Regions from separate parts of the Sus scrofa genome. Here regions 2 and 3 are each linked to region 1. Evidence: chromatin contacts called from public HiChIP or PLAC-seq data. All regions are on one chromosome and are shown on one strand. Each heading gives the region's core, a stretch centred on a gene start, on an enhancer-like site or on the middle of the called end of the contact. The rest is flanking DNA. Distances are from core to core; before and after follow the strand shown.

What was found. HiChIP or PLAC-seq counts read pairs in DNA pulled down with a chosen protein or histone mark.
Region 2: an H3K27ac HiChIP or PLAC-seq map of alveolar macrophages shows a contact between it and region 1. The contact joins two enhancer-like sites. A contact is called at or near these places in 1 of 47 Hi-C or Micro-C datasets (alveolar macrophages) and 1 of 2 datasets of contacts at active chromatin or transcription factors (alveolar macrophages).
Region 3: a contact with region 1 is called in an H3K27ac HiChIP or PLAC-seq map of alveolar macrophages. The contact joins two enhancer-like sites. A contact is called at or near these places in 1 of 47 Hi-C or Micro-C datasets (embryonic fibroblasts) and 1 of 2 datasets of contacts at active chromatin or transcription factors (alveolar macrophages).

What each region holds. Positions count from the first base shown.
Region 1 is chr13:91,352,262-91,356,147 of Sscrofa11.1, reverse strand. The region is part of intron 11 of MED12L (mediator of RNA polymerase II transcription subunit 12-like protein); the gene reads right to left. Among named protein-coding and RNA genes, the nearest start is that of GPR171, 36 kb to the left of the region's middle. Within about 2 kb of position 1,802, at least 17 of the 83 cell types and tissues checked have an H3K27ac peak or open chromatin away from gene starts, as enhancers often do. A contact at or near this core is called in alveolar macrophages, where this site is marked.
Region 2 is chr13:91,607,432-91,611,317 of Sscrofa11.1, reverse strand. The region is part of intron 44 of MED12L (mediator of RNA polymerase II transcription subunit 12-like protein); the gene reads right to left. Among named protein-coding and RNA genes, the nearest start is that of IGSF10, 70 kb to the left of the region's middle. Within about 2 kb of position 1,862, at least 13 of the 83 cell types and tissues checked have an H3K27ac peak or open chromatin away from gene starts, as enhancers often do. A contact at or near this core is called in alveolar macrophages, where this site is marked.
Region 3 is chr13:91,542,429-91,546,314 of Sscrofa11.1, reverse strand. It overlaps MED12L (mediator of RNA polymerase II transcription subunit 12-like protein), which reads right to left. Exons shown (of 46, transcript XM_021069608.1): 20 at 3,341-3,504; 21 at 1,156-1,287. It also overlaps a transcript of P2RY12 not described here. Among named protein-coding and RNA genes, the nearest start is that of P2RY12, 19 kb to the right of the region's middle. Within about 2 kb of position 1,889, at least 7 of the 83 cell types and tissues checked have an H3K27ac peak or open chromatin away from gene starts, as enhancers often do. A contact at or near this core is called in alveolar macrophages, where this site is marked.

The DNA of each region.
Region 1 (3,886 bases), core at 553-3,052:
CCACAATGGGAAGACACTTATGGGTGCTTTCCTAGTTTCCTTGACTTCTGCCTCATTTGACCCTCTTATCTTGAGTCCCATTTTAAAGAGTGACTTTTTTGGAGTTCCCATTGTGGTGCAGTGGAAACGAATCTGACTAGCATCCATGAAGATGCAGGTTCTATCCCAGACTTCGCTCAGTGGGTTAAAGATCTGTATTATTGCTGTGGCTATGGTGTAGGCCAGCAGCTACAGTTCTGATTCGAACCCTTGCCTGGGAATCTTCATATGCCTGGGGTATAGCCCTTAAAAAAAAAAAAAAAGCAATAAAAATAAAATGACTTCTTTTTTTCTTAAACATGTTTAAAAAGAACAGAAAAGACCTAAGCACTGAAATGAGGGTGATCGCTCTTACAACATGGTAGCAGCCAGCGGGCCTGGGGTGGGCCAGTCCCATCCAACCGCCCCCTACTGGGGGTAAAGCCTCTGTGAAAATCTGAGAAAGTAAAACGTCTGATAGGTCCAGGCTGTGCTTTATGGATTACCAGACTGTGTGATATGTATGTGTGTCCCCACAGTAGTCCGAAGGGAACCAAAGGATCACATTCCTGCCATCTCTCCAGGGTCTCACTGCCTTCCTAAACCCATCAGTCAGGAAGGGTAGCAGTTAGTGTTTACTGAGAACCATTTAAAGCCAGGCACTATTAATTTTGAAATGCTTTATCCATATAGTTTCCTGCCATTTCCACATCAGGAGATAGGATGCCCCATGCACAAAGGAAGAAACTGAGACTCATCCAGGTGACTGAATCGTCTGTAACACCACCAAGAAATGCACTAACCTGCTGACTTGCCTGCCAAGACCTCTCCTGTCAGCTGCCCTCCCACTTCCACCTGCACAGATCCTCTTATACATCTGGACCTGATCCACTGGTAAAACTGACATATTACACAGAGCTCATCCCTGCCTTCACCCCAACCCTTCCGAGGCAAATCTTTCAGAAGGGTTGCCCCTTCCAGTTCAAGGACCCAGTCATTTTTTTTTTTTTCTTCCTTTTTACGGTTGCACCTGCAGCATGTGGAAGTTCTCAGGCTAGGGATCCAATCAGAGCTAGAGCTGCTGGCCTACACCACAGCTACAGCAACGCTGTGGGATCCGAGCCACACCTTCGACCTACACCACAGCTCACAGTAATCCCGGATGCTTAACCCACTGAGTGAAGCCAGGGATCGAATCCTCATCTTCATCAATACTAGTCGGTTCATTGCTCTGAGCGACAACAGGAACTCCCCAGATGCTTTTTTAAGAGCCTCCAAAAACCAATTCAGTGAACATCTCTGGAAGACACATTAGGCCCAGCTCAATGCTGGAGGCAGTGAAGAAACTGAGGTTTGGCCTGGCGGATCATGTGGTCAGAGTTCCCCGGCCACAATGGTGTAGAGCTAGTCTGGCCTTGGAGGCCTGGGCCAGAGTGGAAGAAAGGCCTGCTCCGGACTTTCCAGTCAAAAATCTCACATGAACTCATTGCACCTGTCCAGGGAGTACTCTGTGAATGGTCTATGCAGAAAATAAATGCAAACAATAAACAGTCGGTATTCTGGTGTCTGGTGTGTGGTGGCTGGGATCTGCCGTCAGGGAAAGAGGAAATGCACACCTGCCACTGTTTGGGCACACACTGTTACCAGCACAGTTGGGCTGGCCTTTCCCTTTGTTACTCAGGAGAAAGTCTGCCTCCTCCAGCACCAGAGGGAGAAGTGAAAAGGCAGCTCTTCCTGCTTCCTTTCAACTTTCCCTTCTATCCATGCCCCTGGGGAGCACCCAAAGCCACAGCTGCTTCCTCCCTCCTGCCCAGCACAGCACAAACCAGGAGAGAAGCCAAGCAGAAGGAAGTGGTCTGGGGCTCTGGAAGGTGGAGGGGGCACCTCCCTGGCTTGCTGCTCAGAGAGGAGGTCAGCAAGGTGACCCCTGCCTGTGGGTCCCAGGCAACAGACTCAGGCAGGGATTGGAATCCGGAGGTCCCCACGGCCCCCACTGTAAGGCCCCCATGAGGATTCTGGGCTTCTCTGCCTCTAGTACGCAGAGTAGACATGGTTCTGAAACACTGAACGGGCCAATCGTGAGTGAGTGCTGCATAAGACACTCCCAGGAGCTGGAGAGTGACAGGCATCTGAGTGGACATGGCCCACAGACACACTGCTTGGCTGGCAGAGTGGTTTAAGACTGGGAAAGCTGACATTCAAGTTCTCCTGAAATTCTGGAAGGTCAGGCAACAGTGGGTCTGCAAACCAAGCAGAAGCCAAGAAAGGCTACCCGGTGCAGAAAGGGCAGCCCCCTTTCCCAGTGACCTTGGCCTCACCCTCTGGGGGAACTGTATACAGCAGCCCACCTCTAGTTTATATCGCCTGCCTGGCCACTGGTGACAGGAGTCTCTGAGCCCCATTCTAAGTGTTATAGACTTTGATATCTCACATATACTGAATGGAAACCCAAGTAGCATAAATCTAGAATAAGTAAACATCGAGGATGTTGAGATGTATACTTTCTACCTTACCCATCACTTGGAAGCAGTAGCTGGCTCGGGGGGGGGGGGGCAGGTAATGGAATAACATTCTCCATGGCTAGCTGTGAACGCATGCCTGGCACACCCCACAGGGGGCACACTGCCAGCTCCTATTCTCACGCTGGCCACAGTCCAACCACAGGGCAGGACCAAGCCCTCAAATGCCTTCATGCCCATGCATAATGGTTTTAGCAGGCTTTCACCAAATACCGAGAATGATCACACACACCAGCCTGAACCTTAGATTTCTGAGTCCTCTAGACAGCTGCTTTCCCCACTCCCTATCCAGAGAAAAGGGAACCCAGGGGTAAAGGTCAAATTTCCCAAACAGACGTGGGAAGCACTCTGCAGTCTGGGGCCCAAGCATACCTAAACATGTCTTCAGCAAGCACAAACCTCAACCTTATTGCAACTGCAGGGGTTGGTCAGTTTTTCTACTACCTACTGTGTTGTCTAAGTCCTAACACAAATTATGAAACCAAAAAAGGGGAAGTGCATTAAAAAGAAGTGAGCTGTTTCTGAATCCTAACCACACCACTTTATAGAACTCCTTATCAGAGAATTATGCCCTCAGACTGGTTCTTCCACAATAATACTAATAATGCTTGCCACGTTATTATCATTAACAGTAACAATTCTTTAAGACTTACGTATATAGGGCTTTAGAATTCTCAAAGTGCTCATGTCTCCTTAGAGATAGAGAGGGCAAGTATGTGTTCTATGCCAATGTGACAAGAAAGGACACTTAGGCACGAGTAACTTGTCTGTAACCTGCTCAAAATCGAATGACTGATTAGGAATCAAAACAGCTCTGCAGCTCATAAGCGAATTCCAGAAATATTGTAAAAATTACTTATGTTAAATATTTCAGAAAGATATGTCCAGTTACTCTTCCTGACAGATTAAGAAAAGGTGACCAGTCTGAATTACAGGTTTAAAAATGTGGTTTTTGTCTTACTCATAAAAAGGCATAGTAACCACAAAGCAACCACTCACTTACATCAAATCTTTCCAGAGTTGAGTCAACATTCAATATAATTACTCTTGAATGGGCTACACGGACATTTTCTCCAGTGAAGTCTGTGACTAGAGCACCGAGGACTCTCAGCCCTGGGCACATGGCGCCCTCTAGTGGCAAACACCTCCCTGCAGCCCCGGCCGAGAAGTTCTTTTAAAGGAGCTTTGAACAGTGAGCTCCAAACAATGCTTAAACCCTCTCAGCTTAGTTTGCTATTTTTCTTTTAGTAAATACTCTCAATCTACACATATTGAGTTATACCTTCTGTGCCTAAAATACCATAATAATGATGATCGTTATAAAACCTAGACACAACAGAACTGCTTAC
Region 2 (3,886 bases), core at 613-3,112, 260 kb before region 1:
TGGGTAATTTGATAGGGATTTCATTGACTCTGTAGATTGCTTTGGGTAGTATGGCCATTTTCACAATATTAATTTTTTCCAACCCAGGAGCATGGAATATCTTTCCATTTCTTTACATCTTCTTTAATTTCCTTGATTAATGTTTTATAGTTCTTGGCATATAAGTCCTTTACCTCCTTGGTCAGGTATATTCCCAGGTATTTGATTTTTTGAGGTGCAATTTTAAAACGTATTGTATTTTTGTATTCCTTTTCTAATGTTTCATTGTTAGTACAGAAATGTGAATGATTTCTGAATGTTAATCTTATGTCCTGCTACTTTGCTGAATTTGTTGATCAGTTCAAGTAGTTTTGGGGTTGAGTCCTTGGGGTTTTCTATACATAGTATGCAGATGCGGTTTGGATCTGACATTTTGTGACTGTGGTGTAGGCCAGCAGCTGCAGCTCCAATTCAGCCCCTAGCCTGGGAACTTCCATATGCTGCAAGTGCGGCCCTAAAGAACAATAAATAAATAAAAATAAAATAAAATAAAAAATAAATAAAATAAAATGCCAACCTTCTACAGCTTTCTGTTAGCATGTTTTCCTGGTCACCCAAATAGGACACCCTGTGTTTAAGATGAAAAGAAATAACAGAGCAGGGTGGTATAAACATCTTTTTCTCAAAAGCCAGAGGCAGCTTTAAAAAAGAAAAGATCATACCCTGCTAACATATTTAGTTGGGTTAGTTTAATCACAACACTTCATAAAGGTTTAAAAGTATTTTTCAAATCAAGAACCATAACTTAGGCCAAATCTAGAGATGTCATGCCAAATATAATTTTCCGGCAAGGGCACCCACTCTCCTACCAGAAGCTTGTCCTTCATAGAAGACAAGTGACTTAAGTAAGCAAATGACAACTCCAGATTTAATGTGTAAGCACAGGCTTTTTTTACATTTTCTTTTCCTTCTAGGAAAAGTTCTGTTTTCCAATGACACTTTTTGAAAAAGCACCAACTTTTATGTTAGTTTTGACTCTTAGTTATACCTTTCATGGCTTAGTTATACCTTTCACCCCTTTGGGGTGTGATGGTCACTGGCCTACATGGCACAGCTGCTGTTGTCAACAAAGAAACAGACTTACAAGGGACTAGTCAAAAATCAGTGAATCAAATCTTAATGCTCTTGCAGATCTGCTGCATTCAACCTCCTCCTTTAAGACTTCCCAACCTTCTCATACTCCTTTTAACCTCTGTTATGGGTTGAATTATGTTCTTCCCAAAAGATATGTTAGTGTTCTAAGAGTCAATACCTCAGAAAGTGAATTTATTTGGAGATTGAGTCTTTACAGAGTCAAGTTAAAATGAGATCTTAGGGTTGGACCTGATCCAGTATCACTGGTGTCCTCATTAAAAACGGGAAATTTGGACACAAACGCACACGTGTAAGGAGAATGCCATGAGGGGATGAAGAGAGAGCACAGGGAGATGTTACCATGTGCCAAGTGTCATTGAAGATGGCCAATAAACCACCAGAAGCTGGGGGAAGAGACGTGGTGCAGATTTCCCCCTCATGGCCCTCAGGAAAGCCAGCTCTACCAACACCTTGATCTCAGACTGTGAGATCCTACATTTCTGTTGTTTAAGCCCCACACGTTGTGGTACCTTGTTACAGCAACCCTAACAAGAGAATACAACCTCACTAGTGCTTCTACTACTTTCCAGGTGCCCCAGTGCCATTCTGTAGTTTCCGATGAGTCTAAGCCACTTGGGTGGAAGGGAACAAGCATGGCACGTCATCTTGTGCTCCTTGACCTTGGGCAGAGCACTGACCTGGACTACACATATGAGTAAGCACTTCTGACTTGTGAAAGTCACCAGACAGCAGGAAGATAAGTCATTGGGAGGGTGGTGGCTGCGGTAGGGCCATCACTTCTCCTCTGAGACTGCATGAATGACAGATCTGAATGAGTCAGAGCTGGCATCTCTTCAAAAGCCAGCTTACTGCTCTGTGTCCAGCACAGAAACAGAGAGGGAAGAAAAACTAGCCAGTAACAAGAATTGGATCTGCTGGAGATGTTTATGTAAATATATTTATAATACATATAACAAATTGTCATAGAACTAATAAGAAAAGGAATGGTACGTAAAGATAAAAAGAGATATAAAAATTTTGTTAACATGACTGAGGCTTTGCGCTATTGCTCTTCTGAAGATGTACAATTAGGACTTTTTCTTATACTTCTATTTTCTTTTATTGTAAGAAGACAAAAAAAAAAAAAAAGAACAATAGAATGTATATCAAAAGTATCTCCAGTGGCACTGTTTTTGAAATTGGAAACAATCCAAATGTTCAACAGTAGGTGGGGTGGTTAAACAAGTTAATAGCAGAGCAATACAATGGACTGACTTTACAACTATTTAAAATTACAAACATGTGGACTATATTAATAAACTCAGAAAGATATGTAAATAAGTACGCTGTAATAAAAGTATGCCAAAAAAATGACTTAGAGTAATTCAAGAATCTGGGATCACGGACCATCCCTCTAACTTCTCATTCTGAAACTACCTGAAATCTGAAATCCTTCACTCCAGATTTAGAGTGATAGCCATTCTTAAGACTTATGACACAACAACATTTCTTCCTTTGTACAAATAGCTGCCTCCTAGATTACAATATAGTGCTCCAAACATTAAAATAAGACACTGTGCTTCTCAAGATAGCTTTTTAAAAATTTCTGCAAAAAAAAAAAAAAAAAAGCCGTAAAATGCCTACTATGGATTTTACTATCCATTAAGGTTACTGTGAAGAGAGATCTCTGTTTCTCTGGAATTCCTTTCCGATGAACACACTGGGAATAATCATGTGCATGAACCTGAACATCTGCCCAGTCCTAGGACAGAAGTATTTTAAGCCAGTGAGTGAAATACATACCTACTGCATTTAAAAACATCACTATTATCTTAGAAATCAAAACCGAGTGTAACATACATTCTTTACACACATTAAATATTTATAAAACTATTACATGAGTACAAAGATATTAAATTCTGCTATATTAGATATACTTTAATTGTAGTGGAATATGGGGACAGGGTCTCCTCTCAATTCTACATACACTGATCTGTGCTTTCAATTACAACTAAAAAGTTTAAAGGCAATTTCCCCCCAGGCCTATCAATTTGACTTTGTAATAAAATTTAAAAAAAATTTTTTTACTATATCCAAGTCTTACATTTTGGGTACTTGATACTGATATCTATTTGTATTTATGTAGTATGAGTCTCTAAGAATAAAGCTGATTTTATACCCTTAATATTTTATATATTCCTACATGTTACATTATAAACCAAGATAATGTTTAGTAATAGGTGAAGGAAGGCCAAAGAAAAAGACTAATGAAGATACTGTTGACGTCTGCTTAATTGCAGATGTCATTCCAATTTAAGTTTTTTGTTGAAATTATTAACAACTTTGTTGGGAAATGTGCCTACAAATTAGTCAACACTTTTGAAAAGTAAAACTCATAATGTTAGGGTGGCAGTTATACATCTGTGTGATTAAACATAAATACATTTAAATAGAGTTTAAGATGTTCATTAAATTAGTATTAAATGTATAAAGAAAAAAAAAAAAAAAAAAAAAAAAAAAAAAAGATGTTCTGATTACTTGTGAACCACTTGTGCGCAAATTTGCCATATGTATTCATATATATGAATCAAAAGTTAAAAAGGAGCTAAAAATGTGCAATATCATATTGTCCTATATTCAAAAGTAACTGAAGCATTCTACGTTTCATGTTTGCTTTTTTTGTTAGGGTAGGTATGATATAACAAGTTCCTTTTTATCAAAGGCTAACCTAAGAACTTAGGGGTTCCTAAAAATTATTATTGAAGTGCTCACT
Region 3 (3,886 bases), core at 640-3,139, 190 kb before region 1:
AGCCAGACCATAAACAAACATGTAATGTGCGGGGTGGAGGGGAGATGATCAAGCTCAGAGAATGACAGCGAGTGGGAGGAGGGTCATGCTATTTCAAATAAGCTGGTCAGGGAAGTCAAGCTCTGAATGAACTGTGGGAGTGAGCAAGTTAAGTAACAGGGGAAAGTATTACCAGATAGGTGACAGCGTGCAAAAGCCCCAAGATGGGAGTGTGCTTACAGTGTCTAGAAACCAATAAGGAGGTCCCTGCAGTTAAAATGAAGTTAACAGAGGGAAAGAGACAAAAGGCAAGACTGGAACCAACAGATCCTGAGGGCTAGGCAAGAACTATGAATTTTATTCTGAGTACATGAGAAGCCATTAGAAAACGTCAAGTTATTCTTGTTTCAAAAGGATAACTTTAGAAGATATGTTGAGAATATGCTCAAGAGAGTCAAGGGTCCAAGTGGGAAAATCTGGGAGAAGGTAATGGTGATGGTCCAACCAAGAGATGAACATGGTAGGAGGGGCAAAGCAATGAAGAGTGGCCAGATTCCAGATGTACCTGGAAGGCAGAGCTCAAAGCATTTAGAACACACTGGATGCAAGGCATGAGAAAGCAAAGAAAACAGCAATTGATCATTCTTTCCTTGTCAGCTTCTAGATTCCAAACTTATTTGGCCAGCTACTACCATCTCCTTCCCTCCCTCCCCCTACTTACAATTAAACATCTAAATTTCCTCAAATAACATTAAATAAATAAATATGGATTTTCTAGCATCTGTCTACCTGTTGGTGTTGCATATGCTAAGAGGCAGGGAATAACAAGGAGTCAGGGACACTCTCTGAAATAGGATGGTCAAAGAGGCAGAGAAGCAAATGCTGAGAGAAAGGAATGATGCAAAGGGTGGGAAACAGTATTCCAAGGGAGGTAACAGCAAGCACAAAATACAGAATACTTTCCTCAGGTTTATCTTAAAATTGCAATCAGAGCTAAACAGGCATAGTAGTTTGGAAGAGGAGGTTATAGCTATAGTGAAAGACAATTCAATATGAATTCTGGCAGATAATAATTAGAATTAAATTTCATTATTACAAAGGATGATAACATTGGTTAGTCCACAAACAAATATGGGCACCATTCTACTCCTATTCTTTTGCCTTTCTTTTACCCACCTGAAGAGGTCTCCAAATTTACTTCTGAGGTGGCTACACGACACGTAGAGATCATAGAGGTAGGCTAAGATACATCTTTCAGGGGAAGAACATTCTGAGGGGTTCACAACATGTTTTACCACACCACACAATCTAAGGAGAAAAACATATGAAGAAATGAGGTGCATATTTTGCTAATACCTATGTTGTCTGACTCTCTTCGAGTGAGAATATGTCCATGTATTACTTGAATAAGGAGAAAGGACAGTTGACACGAATCATTATAGCAATAGTAAGTAATTAAATAAGATACCAGTTTTCTATTATGATACTGAAACACTAAATTAAAAAAAAAAAACTTCACTGCTGTATAGCAAAGGGAACTATATCTAGTCACTTATAATGGAACATGATGGAGGATAATGTGAGAAAAAGAATATATGTGTGTGTGTGTGTGTGTGTGTGTGTGTGAGAGAGAGAGAGGAGAGACTGGGTCACATTGCTGTACAATAGAAACTGACAGAACACTGTAAACCAACTATAATGGAAAACATAAAAATCACTTAAAAATTTAAAAAATAAAATAAAAAAAACTTCAGAAATACAATTAACAATATGAAAGAAATTCCTCCACATAGAAGGAATCCATCAGTAAAGTTTATGTGACTAGAACCCAAAGCGAAGTTGCAGGAGAGGACCTCACTTCAAGAAAAAGATTGAGAAATTCAGGGAATTTGTGAAGGGCCTATAACCACCACTTTGTTAAGGAGCAACTTCTTCATATCAGTCAGTCTAGGAAGTTCATTTTCAAGACCATGAGCTGGTTCTAGCATGAAATTGAGGAATTCATGGTTTTGAGGTTACATTCTGTTTGTTTATCCAAACTAGAAACATTTCATTTACCTTAAGAATTTAAAATCCCTCTTTTAGTTAAGTTCACTATAAAACTTGCAGTTTCAAAGTACCATTACTACTCTAATCCTGTGCCCCTTTCTGCGAATCAAGAGAATGGCCTCTTTGTCCAGAGTTCATACAACACAGAAGTAAACACCTGTTTACTTTTGGTCCATCCACCTATTTGTGTGTCTAATTTCACTACCATCTGGCATTCTGCTACACGGTCAGTACTGCTGCACTAGTGTCACTGATGACTCAGATTATTAAAGCTGAAAAGGGATTTAGAAATCATCTGATTCAATTTCCTCATTTTAGAAAGAGGGCTTGGGGGCTCAGAAGGGTGATGTAACTTGCCCACGAGGCAAAGAGCTAGTACACAACAGATCCAAAAGAAGAACTTAGGTCTCCAGAACCCAACCCAGAGCTCCCTCCACTGTTCAGGAGACAGAGGGAAGCTGGAGGGAACCTGACATGTCAAGGCTGAGAAGGACACTGGGATCACACAAAAACCAGAGGTAGAACTAAGAAATGATGCAAAAAACAAAACAACCCAGCAATATGGCATCCCAAGCTCTGTGAAATGACATGAGCAGATGCAGGCAACTGTTAAAAGCTGTAAATTACAGCAAAAGTTTCCAGCAATTAAGAAAAGTAGATGATTCAATTGGTTGTTACCTATATAAACAAAAAAAATATATTTACATTTAATACAAACAATTTATATTTGTGGGTGAAGGTGAGTATAAATAGAGAAGAGGCACAGAAATAAACTTCTCTACTAGAGAAGTATAATAACTTTAGCCTCTAAAGGGAGTGATATTAGGTAATTACTTAGCCCAACTTGTCTAACAGTAATAGAGTAAATCTTAGCCTACAATTCACACAAACTGACAAAGATGAACAATTGAAAAAGTCATTTGTTCTAGATTAACTTTTGTCCAAAAAAATTCCTTAATTTATAAAAGGAATGATACTGAAAAAAAAAAAATCCATAAGATGCTATGTAGGTAAAGCTTATTTGGTATTGGAGTTTCCAAATAGAAACTGAAATTACATGAACAAAGAAGCAATCATATCTTCACCACTCATAATAAGCCAGGATGCTGGGTAGCTTAAATGATAGCAACTAGGGAGAAAAGTGGGCAGGTGGGCAGAGATAATTTTCGTGCTTTTATCTCCTTTCTAATAAAAAATTTCCTGGGGCAAGTATTCTTTAACTATAACATTTTATGAAACAAACAGTGCGATTTTTTCTCTTAAAACCACTGTAAGATTTCATCACAAACTACAAACTCTAGGATATACCAACCCTTCAAACACCTGGGCTGTCTGCTCAGGATTCAGGATCAGACAACTGTGGTATCGCCTGAGAACAGCCACGATGCAGACACACAGTCCTGTTGTATAACTTCCTGCCAGGCTGGAGGATTTCAGGAGCAGTTCGGCTTCCACAACGCTCAGTTCATTTAGGAGCTATGATGGACAAAAAAATGGAATAAAAATGTAGCTGCTGAAACAAATAGGAACAACATTTATTTTGACAAACCACAGATATATTGTCATTCTAAAACTATTTGATCTGCTTCCTTACCTTGCCCCAGGCCTATATACATATATAGCTACAATCTCAGCATCAAACCGGTTTTTACTTTTAATCCTTTATCAAATTGAAGAGTTTTTCTCCTGTCTAGATATCATGGTCCATGCAATCAGGAAGTATCCAATACCGAAATGGTTACCAAGACTTTACAGTAGCCCAATGTTCTAGACTGGATAATTTCAGGGAAGATCATCCCCACCTCTGACTTTGTATTAAAATGAAAGTTAATTATTTTCTTTTTATTAACAAAGCTAA